Linked DNA regions of Zea mays: region 2 is linked to region 1. The links are chromatin contacts, called in public Hi-C maps. All regions are on one chromosome and are shown on one strand. Each heading gives the region's core, a stretch centred on a gene start, on an enhancer-like site or on the middle of the called end of the contact. The rest is flanking DNA. Distances are from core to core; before and after follow the strand shown. Region 1 holds the start of LOC100383184. Region 2 holds the start of LOC100279364.

Region 1 (4,815 bases), core at 1,612-4,111:
ATCACTTCACAGGTAAGCGTCTCCGTGGATGGAGCCTGAAGTATATTCAGTTACTTCAGACATGTTGTGAGCAGTGTGAGTACAAATCAACACACTGTGGTTCCTTGTCTGGATTACTCAAGAACATTTCTAAGTGACGAACAATACCAACATAGTTTACTACAGCCATTGAATAAAAGTAAGTTCCGATACATTTAGGAATTCTACTACAGTTTGTTTCTGTTTCTACATTTTCTCACTGGAATTTTAAAACTGAGTTTGATTCTTGTGCTAAGGTTTCTAACCCTTAGTTTTATGCAAATAACGTCACAATAGATTATGGTGAATTTGAGTTGTCTATTCTGGTAAAAGGGTGTCATATTTTATCTCGATCCTGAGAGCACCCATTTTTTATCACTGCTTGTGTATGGTTTACACTTAGTATACTAAGGTCAGAACTATGAACTATTTCAATCCAAGTATAATTCATTAATATTTATTCTATGATACTTCCACAACACTGTTTGTGTGGATATCCCTGAGCCCTGAAAACCAAAGCTTATTGGTTTATATGGGCAAATGGTAACACTGAAAGCTAAGCTAGCTTGATGGAGAATTTGACACTTCCTTTGCTGAGATCCTATCTGGCATTTCTTCTAGATGGTCAGATTTTGCAAGCAGAATCATGTGCTACCTGTTATTAGATAACTGCATTGTTAAGTTGACCATATACTGCCATGTGCAGCCAAGGATAGCAGTAGCTGAGCAAATCCCACTTGCTCTTCTCTATGCATGGATGAGAAGAGTTTCGGGAAACATGTTTTCTCTCTGTGAGATCCAAATGTGGATGACTTCTTTTTGCTATACATAAAGTTCTGAAGTTTGGTGATGCTTTATTATAAGCACCGATTTTCTGATTCATATAGAGGTTGAATTTGAAATACAGTTGACAGAGAATTGCTTTTACAGGTTTCTTTTAGGTTAGTTTAGTACTTTATGGGGCTCACGGCAATCTCTCTTACGGATCCAAAATTCTGAAGCTTGTTTGTTACTATAACAATGTTGATGACATAAAGATACTGTTAAGTTTATATTGGAATTTGTTGTACAAGTCTGAAGCTGTTGATTGTGTTTGAAGCAGAGTCAATGGCATTTCGGTTTATATAGAGAATTACAGTTCCTTGTTTTTTGGTAGAACTGGAACCTGTTTCAGTTCTGTTCCTAATGCTTACACATGGGTTTGTGGTACAAGTATAGTATTAGTATTACAGAGCTCATTGTTTTGGAATCTTGATTGCTTTGGAATCAGAATCGTTTATGTTTAGCTCATATTAGTATTAGTATTACAGCTCATTGTGTTTATATAGGAGTTTTAATCTGTTCTATTTCTGTTCCTAAGTGTCTTCCGACTTTTCTTTTTGGCAGCGCGCTAGGCTCCTCCTCCAGCTCCTGGTCGTGATGGTGGTGGTTGCTCCATTCTTGGAGGAATTGGGTCCACCATTGCTCAAGGTAGTTTTCTAAGCTTGTTCTTTTTTGAATTACTTCAGCAACAAACATTATCATAATCCTTGAATTGATTTGAATGAACACATTGTTTTAGGTATGGAATTTGGTACGGGTAGTGCCATGGCACACAGGGTTGTTAATGGTGTAATGCGTCCCTAGACTGTTCAGCATGAGATTGTTGTCTCAGAAGCTGCTGCCCCTGCTGCTCCAGTGATGGACGGTGATGCTTGCAACATCCATTCTAATGCTTTCCAAGATGTATGGCAAGCTTTATGCTGCCTTGTTTTTCCTCAATTTGATGCATGAAACATTTGGTTACTCACTTCTATGATGTAGTAGTGAAGTTTTATTGTGTCTTTTTTTCCTTTACTGAACCTGCAAATTACCTAATCATCAAACCTAGGCCCATCAATCAAGTTTTAATATTATGGGCACCGTACTGTTGGCTTTGTTGAGGTCATGTTAAGAATTGTTAACCTGCATTTTGTATACTCATTCGATGATGTGTGCTCACCGTTTTTATTGGTTGATGCAGTGTCTCAACGACTATGGCAGTGAGATCAGCAAGTGCCAGTTCTACCTTGACATGTTGAACGAGTGCCGCCGTGGTGGTGTCTGCCTGAGCTTTTCCTCCAATTGGGATTATTCATGGCAGTGAGATTAGCTTTATTTATTTATATTAATACCTTATATTGTTTTTTATTTGGGGATGAAGTGAGCAGGAGTTTTGTAATGTGGGTGATGATGCTTGTCTTATTCTGTGGGATGCTCGAACTGGCATTGCCCCACCTGTTAAGGTGATAGTTCTCTTGTTCTATATCTAATTGGATAAACTATGTTTTGACCAAAATTGAGTCCATGAATGCAATATGACTTCTTTTGTAATAATATAACTTCACTCAAAGAGGTGATGGGCTGTTGGTTTTTAATGAGACCATTGCAATCACATGGAGCTATTTATTTTGTCAAATTGACCTGAGATACTTTACTTGTGTTGATTGGAATCCCCTTGATTTTAACTATATCTTAATTAAGTATGATGGTATTAAGGTTCAATTCGACATAATTGTTGAAACAAATTCGATCTCTATCAGTTCCTTATACGTTCAAGTAATGAATCTTTCAATTGATTAAAATAACAAAAATTATGTATGGTTAAGATCACAAATGGATTACAAAACATTTTCTCATAACGCTATAACACACATTTATACATAAGTTATCGTGTTATTAAATGTTTCCGTTGCAACGCACGAGCATTCACCTAGTAATAATAATAATAATAATAATTAATGCTGCTTCTGAACTACCGCAGCTAGCGGGTACCAACCCGGCGGCGCTGGAAAGGAAAGCCTGCCGTCCTGTCCTCTGTCTCCTTTTGCTGCCGCCTGCCGGCCTGGAGGAAGGGAGGGAGGGAGGTGTTCATCTGCGCGGCGGCTTCGGTGTCTGGAGGGGCTCCGAGGGGAGGCGGGGAGCCATGGCGCGGAAGCACGGCTGGCAGCTCCCAGCCCACACCCTGCAGGTGCACTCACTGATGCTTCCTCTTCGCCCCACCTCTTCTCCAGTTTCTGGATCGCTGCTCTGCTTCGGTGTAATCAGCGCAGACATGTTTAGTAACTGGCAGAATCCGCTGTAGAATTCCGTCCCCGCGCCGTCGTGGCGCGAGAAATTCGAAGTCCTCCGTGCTTATTTTGAAGATCTGCTGAGAGGCCTCGGGCTAGTAGTTGGGCTTTTTTGAATCTATTTTTCAATGTGGCTCCTTAGTCGAAAGAAATGACTGATGTAAATACTTCGCGAATTGGGTTGGTATGCGATTCTTGCAGTGTGGCGGCGATTCGTGCAAATTGTACTAAAACTGTCGTGATGTCGGGATTTTCAATTCTATGGTAGCTCACCACTGCCCACTGGGACTATTTTCTTTCTCTATCTAACAACAGAACATGATCATATGTCTTGATGCACAATGGCTTTTCATCTGCTAACTTGTCCATGAAACGCACACAGAAAATGTAACCTCTTCTCTAACTTCACCACTACTCCACTAGGCAGCTCCACTGGTACTATAGATTAACACCGAGAATAGTGTGAAATGCCCTTGCACAATTATAAATTTAACGATGAACAGACAACAGAGTATGACTTCTAATTCAAAGAAATGACTGTTGTTCATGTGACAAATGTTATATTTGTTTACAGTTTTCTTGTATCTTCTGCCTGTACATAAAATCATCTGGGCTTCATGCTCTCCATGGGAAGTTTACTATGAAGTTAAATTTGTGTGATTCTAATTTACCTGTGATTTCCCCAGACCCCACTCATGTTGGAGCCTCTGGCATTGGGTCTGCCCTTTTTTTATGATGTTCTCTACATAGTGCCTAGATGATCAGATATGCATACTTACTTTTAATTCCTTGTTATCTGTGGAATTGAAAATTACACCCATGTGTGATAGATGTTGTGTTTTTTTGCAACGTACTTTTCTGGTTCATAGTCCATACTCTGGCTTAAATAGCTCCAAACTAGTTGAAATGAAACATTTGATTTGGAAAGATTGGCAACTAACTCATCATCTCATTTTGACAGATCGTTGCAATTACAGTTTTCTTCCTTCTGCTGGTTGCGTTTTATGTCTTCTTTGCTCCGTTTTTGGGAAAGCAAGTACTCGAGTATATTGCCATTGGCGTTTATACTCCTGTGGTAAGTTCCCTCACATTAAAATTTTCTCCAATTTCCATCTTATTAAAAAAAATCTGCTAACATGAGTTGTTTCTCCTCCCTACATTACATTCAGGCACTTGCAGTTTTCATCCTTTATATTCGATGCACAAGTATAAACCCTGCGGATCCTGGGATCATGTCAAAGTTTGAGGATGGCCTTATTAAGATACCAACCAATGGCTCTGGAATAGAAGGCATGAATTTGCCCCAGAAAGCAAACAATGCTACAGGAACAAACTCCCCAACGTCTACTTGCAGAAGTTCTTTAGATGGACATTCTAATCAAAGAGGTTCATCCATAGGGGAGGCAAACATGAATCTAGGATCACAATTGCCAAAGAAAAGATCAAGCTGTTGGTTGCTAGGTGGGCTTCTGTGTGCTATATTTGTCAAGGAGGATTGCCGAAAAACTGATGACTCAGAGTTGCAAGCAAATGGTGAGGAGGCTCTGTTTTGCACATTATGTAATGCTGAGGTATGTCAATTTAGCTTTTCACCATATCTCACTGTCTAGCTAGTGTTGTTTCATTTTTGCTTCACAAAAAGTAATTTCTCAGGTTGGCAAATTCAGCAAACACTGCAGAAGTTGTGACAAGTGTGTGGATGGATTTG
Region 2 (4,848 bases), core at 1,750-4,249, 440 kb after region 1:
GGACGATCCATGGTTTATAACCAAATGGTCCACGATAAGGGTCCGGATGGTCTGAGCACATGTGAATTTTCCAAAGAGGTCTTGTCTAGAATAATCTACATTATTCCGGATAGTCCGCATTAGGGGCTCAGACGGTCCGCACGTGGTGATTTCAGAACTTGATTTTCTGATTTGTCGTTGATCTTTGAACTATCTTCTCCAAGTTGCTTTGGCTGAACTTTGAGAGAGATCCTATGACTTAGACAAATGGTTTAATGCCATTTCCCTTTCATATTTTCGACACAATCACCCCATAGAGTCACCTTAACTCCCTCATCCACAATATGCAACACCTTTCTCTCTCAATCACACTGCATAGGATTGTGTTTCCTAAGCTAGTCATACCCCAGTATTGCATCAAAGGCACTGAGAGGTAACACTCTCATATCCGTGTGAAACACAAGGCCATAAGCCTACCATTCAACATTCTTTACTAGTTTGTCACTAACTATATAATTCCCATAATCCATATTAACTTCAGCAGATGAACACACTACCACTGCCAACCTAAGTTTTTGAACCATGTGTTCACTAATGAAATCTGTGGAACTACTAGTCTATCAACATGACCGTCACTTGCTTGCCCATAGTAGAGTTGATTCTCTTGCTATTTTCACTAGCATTACTAGTTAAAGCCTGCATAGACTAACTATTGCAGAACTTCATCAGAGAGCACTGTAGAAGTTTCTTCCTCTACCACCACAACATTGAGCTGAATTTGACTCCTTTTGGTTCTTTTTGCTAGATGCCCAGGTTCAAACTTATCCCCACAAGCATAGCACAAACCATTCAAATTCCTATACTCCCTAACTTGACTCTCCTTTGACAAATAATTGGCCTGATAGACTCCCTTTTTATCCAACTTATTTTGAAACCCCTAGGACTTAGCAGTGGTTGACTGCCTCCGCACTTTGAATCTATGTTGATCCAACATCTCCTGTTGTAGTTGAGCCAACAAAATAGCCTTGTCCACTTTGGTTGGAACTTGCACTTGCACCAGATTCTGTATTTCCACTTTAAGCCCTCTCACAAACTGGTCCATAAAGAATATCTCATCAAACTCCTATTTATGAACAACAACTCCATACCTCACCTTCTCAAACTCAAAAATGTAAGATTCCAGACTATTAGTCTGTCTCAAGGCCATCAACCTCCTCAATGCCCTTAGATAAGCATATGCCCCAAATTTGCTAGTCATATCTTCTACAAAACCTTGCCATCCTACCATCACATGCTACAATTTGTATCACTTCCACCACTGTGCAACACTTTGCTCCAAATGCATGGCAGTAGAGGAAACCCAAATCGACTCAGTAATCTTGTAGATGGTAAAGTAGCCTAGACACTGATCAATCCATATGATAGGATCTTCACCAGAGAATTTGGGAAGAACATCTTAGGCAATAATTGTGATGCTCGAGAATCCTTCTGCAAGTCATGTTGAGCCCTTCTGCCAGAACCACTCGCCTCCCCTTTCTCCTGTTTACCTCTGGGATGTGGAATTTCCCCTTGCAAATTCAAATTATCCCCTTCTCCCTCCAAACCATTGATAGAATATTCTAACTCCCTTCCCATCTCCCTCCAAACCATCGATAGAATATTCTAACTCCCTTCCCATCTCCAACCTCATCTAAGCCACAACCCTACCAATTTCCTCCGTCTTACGAAACAACTCGGTTCTCTCCACCGTCACGTGCTTATCCACCAACGTTGCCAACTCCACTTGTGTCATCAGTTGATGGTGCGCCTTTTCCACCGCCACCAACCTGTTGGTGATCACATCCAGAGATGCAAACACCCAACTCCAGTTGTTCTGATTGGTGCGGTCCTTCTCTGCTATCGCTTCAAGCAGGAAGGGAGTCTACACCGAGGGTCGAGCTTGTGGAGCCGTCACGCCCCCTCCACGAGACCAACGACGTACTCCCTTCGTTCAAAAATCCTCATCATCTAAGCAAATAAAAATTTCCAAGAGTCTATGTCGTTTAAGGTAGGGACCACAGTTTCACCTCATCCTCAGGCGCCCACAGTTCCTCGTACGTGTTATCCCGTTGATTCAAACACCTCTATGTTCCCTCCCATTTAGTCTCGTAAATTACATTGCGCGGGTGATGTATGGCTCCTTAACAGAGATTTTTCACGGCATCACAAATGCTTGCATCGTGGAAATAAAACGGTGCCAGGTAATTGGAATTTACTGCGATGATTAAATGCAAACCATGTGAACGGAGAGGCCTCCTTGGTCTTAGTGCGGAAGGCTTAAACGATGAAGACTTTTGGATGGAGGGAGTAGTTTGAAGGCTTTGATACCACTTGTCACTGTTCAAGGCAGCGGGAGCCGGGAGCACTCGTCTCCCTGACGTGAGCCAGTGACGGGAAGAACTCTCGTTAGTTCGAGCCAAGCGTAGGATCCCAGGTAAGATTCAGATAAGTATTTGGTGGTTGTGATTCCTGTTATTCATTTCATATCCTTCTCCCAATACAAAGTTGAGTATTTATACTAGTTACAATGAGACCCATAACTCCCTACTAAACCCCTTCTCAACTCCTTAATACGGACTACAAACCACATAGTACTTACATCTTCATCCTAGCCAAGATTTGATTGCCCCTAATCAAGCACCTATGGAAATCTTTTCTTCAAAACTTCAAAATCCCCCCACGTCAAAGCATCCTCTGGTAGATTCCACCATGCCACTTTCATTATGTCGACCTTATGAGTGTCAAATCTGCAAAGTCCATATTAAGAGTGTCAAACACGCGAAGGCTCATCTTTTGAAGAGTCAAAAATCCAAATTCCTCAATACGGACTACAACTCACACAGTACTTACAAGCGCGTAGGCTGAAAGGACACGAAAGAATCGATTAAGTACAGGCTGTACAGCCACAGCCCTTTTACAGTTTACACCCACAAAGTGAAAAACATCCGGTGCGAATGCTGTTTGAAAACCTAGGTTTTTCTCGCGGTTAAGCCGTTAAGCTCGTGCTTGCTCACTGCTGATCCCTCGACTGTGTCTTTTCGCTTTGGAGCTCGAGGAAGCTTGCCTTGCCATCCGCCACAGCAGGCTCATCCATCAGGATCTACTAATTTGGTTTCGAATTATGCCCCCATTTTCGTGTTTTGCCCAAAATACTCTTATTAGGGCATATATTCATTTGGTGATTTTTCACATACTCAGGTAAATGATGGCAGTCATCCTGCCTAGGACCGTCCGCAGGGCGGCGGAGGCAGCGTTGTCACTACACTCCGTACCGCCGCGCGCCGCCTGTCACTTTGCGCGGTCTTTGGGCGGCGTCTCTTCTGCTTGCAGCAGTAAGAACATTGACTTCAGTGCCACAAAACTTCCGTTTTTTTTAGAAAAAAACTAGTACTTTACTAGTTCTGAAATATTTGTGAGCTGTGACTTGCTGAATGATCAGATCCTGACACTGTTTCAGTGGAGTTCGTGTCGTGGCAAAATGGCGGGGGCATCCTGCACCGGGCGGCCTCCGTTGACCCCACTGCTGTGGTGGAGGCTGGAGCGGTTGTGCACTCTGGTGCCGTCCTCGGCAAAGAGGTCGTCGTTGGTTCTGGGGCTGTGGTTGGGCCTTCAGTTTCCATAGGTCAATCAACTAGGGTCGGGTATGATGATTCTTGAATTTAATTCGAGGACCTATATGTACTCTTGATTTAGGGATTTGCTGAGAATGAAGGTTGGTTTTAAAATGTTTAGGTACAATGTTGTCTTAAGCAATTGCTCAGTGGGTGAGTTCTGTATTATCCACAATGGATCCTCCATTGGTCAAGATGGTGAGCATATATACTCATTTACTGTTTATAAGTCATCCCTCATCCCATGCTTTGAAAAAAAGAAGATACAAGGTTGCTGGTATCTAGTAGTATGTGCTGAAATCTCTCTGTTTGATGTACAAGTTATACTTCAGAAAGTTGGACAGTTTCTTTTTTTCTAGTGAGCAGATTGCATTGCCTTTTGGCTACTCACATACCTTTTCTTTTGTAAAACACTTGTTGTTATGTGAAGATTACTTTGTGTACTCCTTTCAAATAATATAATTCATATAGTCTCATGATATGATGATATCAACATCTTCTGGTTGCAGGTTTTGGCTTTTTTGTGGATGAGGCTGGACAAGTTAAGAAGAAACCACAGGTTAATTGTCAGTTGGTCACCATTGTTTTTCTGTGGTATTTTTTGTTCCAAATTTAAAGCTAGTGAAATGATTTCTTTAGTTCAAAACTGAGGTACCTTATGGCCTGTGTTAGTGTAATATTCAGTATTATCTTATATAGGTAAGGAAAAGCTTAGTTTGACAGTTACCATACTTAATCCATTTTACTTACCTGAAGTCCAACAGCAAAAAGATCTTGAGATGATGCTTACCAGTCCCACCCTATGCTTAGTAATTAGCTGGATTATTTCTGTAGATGTTTATTTGAGAATGGTTAGTGGATGTGATTTGGATATCAATCCAAAAAGGAAGGTCCACTTACTATCTTGAATAATTCACCTTTTCTGCTGAACCCATATGAATGAAATTTAGGCTTGATTTACTCCAAACTATTTCATCGGTCCTGTGAATGAATGAGATTTTTTTTTATTTCTCCACCTACAAGTTGAATATGAAGATCAAAATTTGTGGAGGAATAGAGGACATTATGTTCTATATTAGAAAAAATCATCAAATAATAAAGATCTTAATGACTTCTCCTAACATAGGGCAGTAGGTTCGGCTGGCTGGCTTTAAGCCACAGCAGGCTATGGCTGGCTTCTTTAAAGCCTGGATGAACAGTGCTTGATGCTTACTTTTGC

The links. A called contact is a pair of places that touch in the nucleus more often than the background predicts.
Region 2: a contact with region 1 is called in a Hi-C map of ear, with 4 times the contacts expected there. The contact joins the promoter of LOC100279364 here to the promoter of LOC100383184 in region 1. A contact is called at or near these places in 3 of 25 Hi-C or Micro-C datasets (ear and leaf).

The regions. Positions count from the first base shown.
Region 1 is chr7:47,001,894-47,006,708 of Zm-B73-REFERENCE-NAM-5.0, forward strand. LOC100383184 reads left to right here and starts at 2,862. Exons shown (of 9, transcript NM_001353407.1): 1 at 2,862-3,007; 2 at 4,069-4,182; 3 at 4,277-4,678; 4 at 4,761-4,815. The coding sequence starts at 2,963. It also overlaps the pseudogene LOC103633855.
Region 2 is chr7:47,437,000-47,441,847 of Zm-B73-REFERENCE-NAM-5.0, forward strand. LOC100279364 reads left to right here and starts at 3,000. Exons shown (of 11, transcript NM_001326395.1): 1 at 3,000-3,129; 2 at 3,217-3,350; 3 at 3,476-3,659; 4 at 3,751-3,827; 5 at 4,139-4,188. The coding sequence starts at 3,221.